Linked DNA regions of Oryctolagus cuniculus: region 1 is linked to region 2. A link is a contact called in public Hi-C data. All regions are on one chromosome and are shown on one strand. Each heading gives the region's core, a stretch centred on a gene start, on an enhancer-like site or on the middle of the called end of the contact. The rest is flanking DNA. Distances are from core to core; before and after follow the strand shown.

Region 1 (4,485 bases), core at 1,505-4,004, 320 kb after region 2:
TGAAATAATGTAAATAAGTCTATAATAACTTGTGGAGCCAAGTTCAAAATTGCCCAAAAAAAGCTTCTCCTCCTTGTCCTGACCCCCAATAATGGTCTTCAACTCCAGACACTAATAATTCACTCTTTGACTTTTCCAGTAACTCGCAGCACTCATGTTAGTTTTTAATCAGCAGGATTAGGGCAACTGTAACTGTACACAAAATATGAGATCAAAGACCTCACACCCAGGAAATACAGTGCATGCTAGAAAACAAAACACGTGGAACTTTTGCCAAAACATATGTCAAGAATAATTAGTGCCTTCTGAAAATGGTAATTTGAAATAAAATACCTTCAGGGTTTAACAAAAATCTTTAAGAATTATTCACTCTACATTTTTAGGGTTTCTAAGCCATCAGCAATGTTAAACGGCTGTTTCCATCTTGTACGCGAATTCGGATCACCTGAGGAACTCTTAAAACTATTGCTACTCAGCTAAACATTACTCCTTTGCTCCTCAGTAGATGAAATCTGAACTTCTGGGAATGAAGACATAGGATGGGTACATTTCAAAAGCTTTTGGATGTTTCTAAGGTACAGCCAGGATTAAGAATGTCTCAGTGTCACAACCGCAGTCTAACTTTTATTAAATCCCTTAGTCTACAAAAAACAGTCCTCTGAAGATGAGTGTAATTTACACCTAAAGATAGGACTAAAATGTGCTAGCAGCAACATGCAAGCCAATTTGATCCCAGAGTTTTTATTTGCTTTTTTATGTGTAGCTAACACTACCACGTTTATAGTGTATTTATAACTAACAAAACCACTGCAATAAGCACCAGTGTTCTACCTCTTCATGTTCTCCAAATAAGCTAAAAGAAAAGGGAGAATTTAAAAAGGCCTTGAAATCCTTCCAGGTATGCGCTCAAAACCTCTCAAACCACCCACGCACCAACAACTTGTCTTTTTCTTATTGACTGATAATTCCTCAAAGACAGAGGAATGGATACTGATAAATCCTGTAGGCTATTGGTCAGGGGTTCTCAAAAATTACCGTGCCCCAGAATCACCTGCAAGGCTGTTTAAAACACATGCTGCTAGAAACCACACCTAGAGTTTCTGAAAAGGTAGACCTAGGAAAGGACCTGAGGAAATTCATTTCCAGTAAGTTCCTAGGCAATGCTGATGCTGCTGATCACACTTTGACAAACATGAGACTAGGGCATTTCCACAACAATCCTTGATTCCAAGTATCCTGCTGAATCTCCAAGGAAACAGCACAGAGATAATGTTAATAGAACTTCAAAGCCAGTTTCCTTCAGTTGACAAAGACATATGGAAAAAAAATGCATTTTTATTACTACAGAATCTTAGCTGTCTGAATTATCCTGATCCATTCATTTACAACCCCAAGCCCATCCATCACAGATCGAGCAACACTTTTTCTCTAACTTTTCTCCTAGTATACAATAACTTAGCAAAATGGATAACATATAATAAAGCCTACATATCTTGCAATTCCAGTTACTAGAACACAGCAGAGGAATGAGATTAAAATTGTCAAGGGATATTATCTGGGGTAAACGGCTGACGTTAAGTGAAATACCAAAGCTTCTTCATCCTACTCGCCTCTTAGAGAATAAAGCAGAAAAATCTAAGCGGTAAGAGAAAAAGCTCTGAAATCTATCTGGCTGTCACTAAGCTGCAGCGATTAGACGAGAAAGTGCTAGCTGTCCGTTACCCTCGCCACTGATGGTCCTGCCATCAGGTGACCACGGACTTTTCCCCACCAGAACAAGTGCAGAGGTGTTTGGGGTTCTGTGCTAAGAGGGCAATTCCGACAGCTGTTGATTCATTTGTCTGCCACGACTCAGTTTCTGAACAGCCTGCTGTTGCTATCCAAGCCATCGCAGTCGAGCCCACAAGTTTATGAACTGCATGCAAAGTGCTACTCAGCGAGGCGGCCAGTTGTAGGGAAGGGTTTCCCAAAGAAAACAAACTAGGAACAGCACTAGATGATGGCAGCGGTTCTCTCTGCAGATGAGATGGCGGGTGATTTAGTATTTTTCTACTTTTGACTTTTCAACAAAGAGTGTTTACCTCTCCTTTATAACCAGAAAAGGCAAAGTTTGTGTTTTGCGGAGATGCGAATTTTAAAGGACGCGCATGTTGTCTTCCAGCCCCTTCTGCTGCTCCAGAACTTGTTTACTCTCTCTACAAATATACCTCGTCTCAGCTCCGTGAGCTCCACGGCCCTCGGTCGCCCAATTTCGGGTGCACAGCCCTTTCCCGGCTGCGAAGATGGGAGCAAGGGCTCGCTAACCTTCGCTCGGCGCAGGACCCAACACAGGCCCCCAGGGCCCAGCCGGCACCAGAACACCCACCTGGACGGGGGCTTCAGGTTGTTCTTCCGGAGGAACTCCTCCTCGTAGCGGAGCAGCTTCAGCTTCTCCACCAAGTCCTCCATCACCAGGAACATGTGGTAGGCGGCGCCGGGGCCCCGCTCCACGACCACCTCCCCGGCTCCTTCGCCGCGAGACCGAGACCCCCCATCCTCTAAACCCGACGGCGTAACCACTGCCGCGGCAGCAGCCATCGCGGAAGAAACCGTAGGAGCCCGCCTTGGGCTCTGCCTCGCAGACCTCCGCGGCCTGCGCCGCCTGCGCCGCCTGCGCCGCCTTAGCCAGGACGGTCGCGATCCGTTACCAGGCGACCGCCGGGCAACCCATCACCAAGGAAACTAGACCCCGCCTCCTTTCCGCCGCCATGTCTTTTCTACATTCTCTCCAACCAGGGTAGACTTCCTGGGAAACGTCACTGTGACCCGCCCCCTTTCCCGCCTCTGCGGGCTAGGAGCTGGGAAGCCGCCCCGCCCCTCTTGGGGGCGTGGCGGAAGAGGCTGCAGGCTGGAGGCCCGGCTCTGCCCGCGCTGCTTTGCTTGTCTGCTGTTAGCAGGCAAGCGGCTTCGTGGATCCGGTGGTTACTGGAGGAGCTGGTGGTAAATTAGAGAGGAGGAAGACGCTCAGTGTTGACTGCGGCGAGCACACTGACACTTCTTGAAATCTTCTCAAAATTGACAATTTTCCTAGTTGTAAAGATAGGTGATATTACAGGGTTCACTTTGCCTTGGGAACTTCTCAGCGCGAAGCTTTCCTTTTAAAAACCGTTCTCCTCAGGCAACGCTGTATTTACTGGTTTATTAGAAGGCCCCGCCATGACTCCAGGGCTAGGAAAGTGGTGGGGAGGAAAGCAGGATGACCACAAATGAGGCACTGAGGAGGATTCCTGCCTCCAAACAGGAATACTAAACTCACATCCTGCGGCTTAATTCGTCTCAGGCCCATTCCATGTGAAACTTGTCGGGTACCTTGTTAAATCCAACAAAATAAAGATGGTCTTGGGAGGACTTTCCCTGCGCTGTAGCTCTGTGTGGCTAAAGATTGGGTGTTACTGCTACAGTCTGCAGCTGTTGACCTAGAAAAGGCAAGAAAGGGAACATAACTGCCCAGAGTTGCGGCCCAGCTTTGCAGTTCTCAGAAGGCTTGTGTGTCAAGCAAGTTTCCTAACAGCTACATAAGGAGTGAGGTAAGTGGAGGATGTCTGGCTGGTTTCCTGGCAGAAGAGAACCTAAGGCAAGAGTTTGAACATGTGCTTGTTTATAAGGGGTCTCTGATCTCTTATACCTGCCACTAAATAATATAGATGTAGAAGAATTTTTTTTGGAATAACAAACTTGAAGTATACCTGTAATATCTTTGTGGTTTGTCTAGAAAAATGAGAACGGTGCATTTTTCATTTGGACCGGTCTACAGCTAACTCATTTCTGATACTAACAAAGGTATCAAAGTGAAAAGACAGAAAGCCAAAGACCGTTTTCTGTTCATCAAAGAAAACACATAAAGTTACTGATTGATGTAGCAAATAACCTAAAGGGATAGCCCACGAATTACTTTTTAAATAAATGACATTGTTTGCCTGCTAGAAGTCATTAGCCAGATGCTTTTAATAAAGATGAATGGGAAAATTGGGTTTGATTCTGCTCTCCGCTTAATTGTTCCTTTTCCTAGCCTTCAGAAAGCAGTGATTCTCCTTCATACACCACATGTGTGGGTTGGGATTATTGTGATACCTCTGCATAACTTTCAAAGTATGAAAGATGTGTTGCTTTTTAGAAAAGAAAAAAGAGGAAAGCTCAAATATATGTTTGGGGGTATTTGGTTAATGGACAAGCTACCTGTGGCTTTTAAATGAAGCTCAAAAAGCTCCCTACATTTACAGATGAATTGGTTACACCCAGGGAGATGTTCAAGCAGAAGGTGCTGCCTGCCTACCGCCTTCTGACATCTCCAGGAAGTGACATAACACAGAGTAAGAAGTGGTCAGGCTTCACTCTTTGGATGACAAGTAACCCTCCAACAACATATGTGTTATAACTTGGGGAGAAATAAAATGCCCCAGAACTTAACTCTTTCTTTCCCAGATGAAATACCAACACAGTTTGGCA
Region 2 (4,645 bases), core at 192-2,691:
TTCATGGCCAGTCCAACAAAGACGCAAATATTTGTTGAATGAGGGGACAAGTGAGGGCCCTTTAGTGAAAGTTCCATTCTTCTGTGTATTCTCATCCTATCAGCTAGCATCAAACGTGATGTTGCAGATGGTAATTTCCTTGCTAGGTTTCCCTGCAAAGAGCTTGCAGGTTTTGCCCTGGGAAGGCCTTATTTGACAACAGCCATCTTGTCTTCACAGGCACCCCCCTCCGCTTAGGGTTCCAGAGAGTTTAGGACTTTGCCACGGGTAGGAACGTCTCAAACACACTTGCCCCGGCAAGCTAGATACCAGGGCTCTGGGCCATTTATTACCAAGGCTTGAATTTCAGCCCTTTCAAGGTATTCCACATCGGGAAAGCAACTTAGCCTCAGCTTCTTCTTCAGCTCTGAAATGGGGCTAACCATAGAATCTGAGTCGTGGTATTGATGTGCAATGGCTGACACATGCCCGGCTTTGGTTCCCATTAACGCCTGCTAAAGCACTCAACCTTGGAAGGCAAGTCCACAGGCTGAGTCCTACAGCCAGGGAGGCATCTTAGTCTTTCGTTTCTCTTCCCTTCACACGCACCCTACCCCATACCTTTGCGATGCCAAATGGTGGCAAGCAAAAATATGACAGACTTTAACTGCCAATCCTATTCCTTTGAAGATATAAGCAGATCTGAAATTTGCAAGCTAGCAGGCTAATGGCCATTAAACCTTGACGGCATGAATTATGTGTGGGAATAGCTAATAATATTTTAATGCCAAGCCACTCGTTCCTAGAGACTCTTGGTGTGCTGCTGCACTTGGTGGGAGCTCAGTGGAGAGCTCCCCTAGGCAGACAGTAGGTGATCATTTACCTTCGAAACCCAGTCTGCAGCACACCCAGCCCCAGAGCACCGGGAAGAATTTAACATTTCACTCCCACCGCCCTCCCCCACTTCCCGGAGCCAGCCAGGAGGTTTTTCAAAGGAGACGCACATCCCCAGTGTTCTGTGTAGGTGGCCGAGGGGGAGGAGGTGAAATGCAAGCTTTATTTTCCCGGTTGCCTGTCATCCAATTCCTCGCTCTCCTCTGACTTTCATGAGTGATGAGGTCATCTCGGCGCAGGAAAATCAAACTTGTATTTTTCAAACCCAATAAAGGCCAGCATTGTATGTCTGCGTAAACACAGGGGCCAGACGGGTCGGGCGGCTGCCAGACGCGCGCTCCGCCCCCTGGCGGTCACACGGAACTGCGCGTCCCGCTCGGCCGCCGCCGCTAACCAGGGAGGGCGAAGCGAAAATGCAAGCTAAAATTAGATCAATAGTCAGCGCTGCTGTCTCAATCAATGCTTCGCAGGGAGAGCATACAACCGTCTATTTATAAGCTAAACCCAGCATTATCTTCCTCCAGTAGGACGTGGAGATCCATTACTGCGCGCGGCAGGGGAGAGGCTGCTGGCGGCGCCCTGCGTGCCGCGCTGCCGCCTCGCCCGCTCCGATCGCTGCCACCCGCGCACCCGCGCCGGGCCTGCAGCTGGACAGTCCGCACCGCTGATCCGCGGCCCCTCTGCTCTCAGCAGGACTCTGTTCCCCGGCCTGGCCCCTGCCGACTCACTTCCGCCCATTTCTTGCCTGGCCGGAATCCTAGGCCCCTTAAGCAGAGAGGCCAAGGGCTCCCCCGCAGGGTGCACGGGGCCTTGTTGTGAACTTGGCGGCCTGTTGGCAAAGGGTTGCAACTCGCTTCCCCAAGGTGCCCTGCATTGCTCAGCCCTTGCTCAGACGACTGCGGCTGCAGCCCGCCCCCCCCCCCCCCCCCCCCACAAAGCAGGATAGCAGTGGATTTCCTGCTGGAACTCTGCAACTCTGCATAGTGGTTAAGGTCTTGGCGAAGTGGAGGGGCTTCCGTCAGCCCCAGACTCGCTGCGATAGCTGAGCATAGCCAGGCCCACCACGTAGCAGACGTCTCTGATAGACGAAGAAATGTGCACACCCAATGTGCGTTAACGCTGTAAATTGTTTCGAGTTTGGAAAGATGCTACAGAGTGAGCGGCGAAACCTGACAGCGCACGACCGCCTCCAAACACAAGACCCAACATTATTGTTTTAGATAAGATGCGTATATATATAAGAGATATTTTGTTATATATTTGTTTTTCTTAAAACTTGCTTCTCTGTATTTTACAACGTTCTATAAGCACATGCTATTTTTATGATAGAAAATCTGTAAAGACTCCAAGAATTTTAACATCAGCTTAAATGTACATTAGCTGTATTTATAGAATCAATTTATTAGCTGCTTTTTCCTTCGACATAAAAGGCTTTTGAGCTAAAGATAGAAACAGAGCATTCTTTATTGAGAAGCAACCTTTTTTTTCCTCTTCCAATTCTTGTTGGCTTACTTCCAAAATGTAGCCTGTGCCTGCCCCTTTCTCACAGGCTGCCTTGCTACCGGCTTAACTAGGGGTCATCATTCACTATCCACCTGGATTCCAGAAATAACCGCTTCTCTCTGTTTCCTGAACCCACTTTCTCTGCTCCTGACCACAGGCCTTACTTTACTCACAGCAACCAGGTTGCTCTTTCGAAATGTAAATGAGATCCCAGTCCTTCTCTTTTGATTTTCGTTTTTGCTTTTAAAAAAGGTTTATTTATTTGAAAGGTTGTGTGTGTGTGAGAGAGAGAGAGAGTGTGTCATGCCATGGGCTGGGCCTGGCAGAAGCCAGGAGGCAGGAACTCCATCTGGGTTTTCCTTGTGGGTGGCAGGGACCTCAGTACTTGAACCATTACCCACTGCCTCCCAGGCACCTGTGTTAGCAGGGAGCTGCAACAGAAGCAGAGGAGCTGGGACTCACCCCGGCACTCGGATATGAGATGTGGGCATCCCGTGTGGCCAATTAACTCATTGCACCACAATGCCTGCCTCTCTTCTGTGTTTTAAAAGCTTTGTTTGGCTTCCCAGGGCACTGTAACTCGACCCCAGATTCTTCGCCATACCTTTGCTTCTCTCTCCTTACCTTCGCTCTTCTCTCCTCATCATGGATCGTCTCACTTTCTGTCATAGCTCCCACATATCCTCTGTTTTCTGATCGTTAAACCCACCAGCTCCTTCCCTTCTTCTAACCCTAGCATTTGATGTCACTCTGTGCAGATCTTCTTTTCCAGGAGATCCCAGGTCTGCTTCATTCCCACGGTTTGGGTGTCAGCTCAGATACCAGATACCTTCGCTGACCACCTTCTGCTACTCTAGAATTTGTTTGCACAGTATTTATTTCAACGCAGCAGTTAACTGAGATTGTTTTATTTATCCACTGGTTGATGAACATGTTATCTCCCTGCACAAATGTAAATCTCATGAAAACAAGTTCCTTCTCTGTCTTCGGGTTCCAGAATACTGCCTGGCCCATAGATGGTTTTTGATAAATATTTATTGAATAAAATTGTTGAGTGTGATTTCCTTGTATCCTGTTTTTAAAATGTCAGCAATAGCATTCTGCATGTCTGCCTTGAATTTTGCAGTTATTTTTATGCCCATATGCTTCTTTCTCTGAAGTGTCAACTCTATGAGGCAGGATCATATTTAGTTCATCATTTTATTCCCTGTGGCCTTATGGAGTCTGGCATATTACAGGTGTTTAACATATTTGTTGGACTGAACTGCAGTAAATGAATGAGTTAACTAGATGATACCAACTTTTCACCCAGGGGAATGCAAAGGGTATGACATCCAAAGGGTTGGGTTATTGGTTTGGTCCTTGTAACATCACAAATACACACACACATACACACACACTCACATGTTTGTTCTTAGTATTTTTTAAAGAATGTTCATATTCATTATTTTACTTGACCCTCATACCAGCTGATATTAGGAACAGAAGCTCAAGGGCATTAATTGGTCTGCTCAAGCTTGCACAGCTAATATAAAGCAGAGACTCCTAGGGCTAAGGCCTGATAATTTCAAACACCCACAAATGTGTATACATGAAAGCACACATGTCCATTCCCACTATTATCTTCCCTCCTCAACCTCATTTGTGGTTTGGTTCAAATGAGATCATAAATGCAAGTCTGGCATATGACAAACTCCCAATAAATGATCATTCCTTCTTCTTGGCCACCTTACAGTTGCCATAGTCTTCTCTATCTTTATAAAGAAGAATGTGTGTGTCTTCACTTCTTTTTTCGTGCTAGACTGATGTCTGGGATCCTCCTTATTGTGAAATTTTAATGCACAATATTAATTGGATACTCACACAGACATGAGCAATATTAAATGGATTTTTGCTAGCCAGCAACCTATTGCTCTTTTAATCTTTACTCTGAACACAAACCAATGGAAACACTTATGAATACCAATCAGCCTAGAGCTTAGTTTAGGTCATAGAGTATGCTGTCAATGAAGAAATGACACATACAATACCAAAGCTTATCAGTCATAAACAAACACTAAACAGCACATAGCCAGAGGGGACAAGTAGTATGCAAAATTACTTTTACTATAAGCAAAACAAAGTGAGAGCCCATTTGGATCATTTATTCATTCATTCTTTGTTTTGTGTGTCAGGAGCTGTATGAATACAGAGGCAAGCAAAAATACTTGTGGTCTCACTACTGATATGGATACAGGAAAAGATAGGGCGTGTATGGTAGATGACTTCA

What was found. A called contact is a pair of places that touch in the nucleus more often than the background predicts.
Region 1: a contact with region 2 is called in a Hi-C map of psoas muscle, with 2.3 times the contacts expected there. The contact joins the promoter of IFT57 here to the enhancer-like site in region 2. A contact is called at or near these places in 3 of 6 Hi-C or Micro-C datasets (ear pinna, psoas muscle and skin fibroblasts).

What each region holds. Positions count from the first base shown.
Region 1 is chr4:63,462,558-63,467,042 of mOryCun1.1, forward strand. IFT57 (intraflagellar transport 57) reads right to left here and starts at 2,755. Exons shown (of 11, transcript XM_002716719.5): 1 at 2,366-2,755. The coding sequence starts at 2,577. It overlaps LOC103350624 (HHLA2 member of B7 family), which reads left to right and starts at 2,853. Exons shown (of 3, transcript XR_011387860.1): 1 at 2,853-3,566.
Region 2 is chr4:63,141,625-63,146,269 of mOryCun1.1, forward strand. No RefSeq gene overlaps it. Among named protein-coding and RNA genes, the nearest start is that of IFT57, 320 kb to the right of the region's middle. Within about 2 kb of position 1,442, at least 4 of the 8 cell types and tissues checked have an H3K27ac peak or open chromatin away from gene starts, as enhancers often do. A contact at or near this core is called in ear pinna, where this site is marked.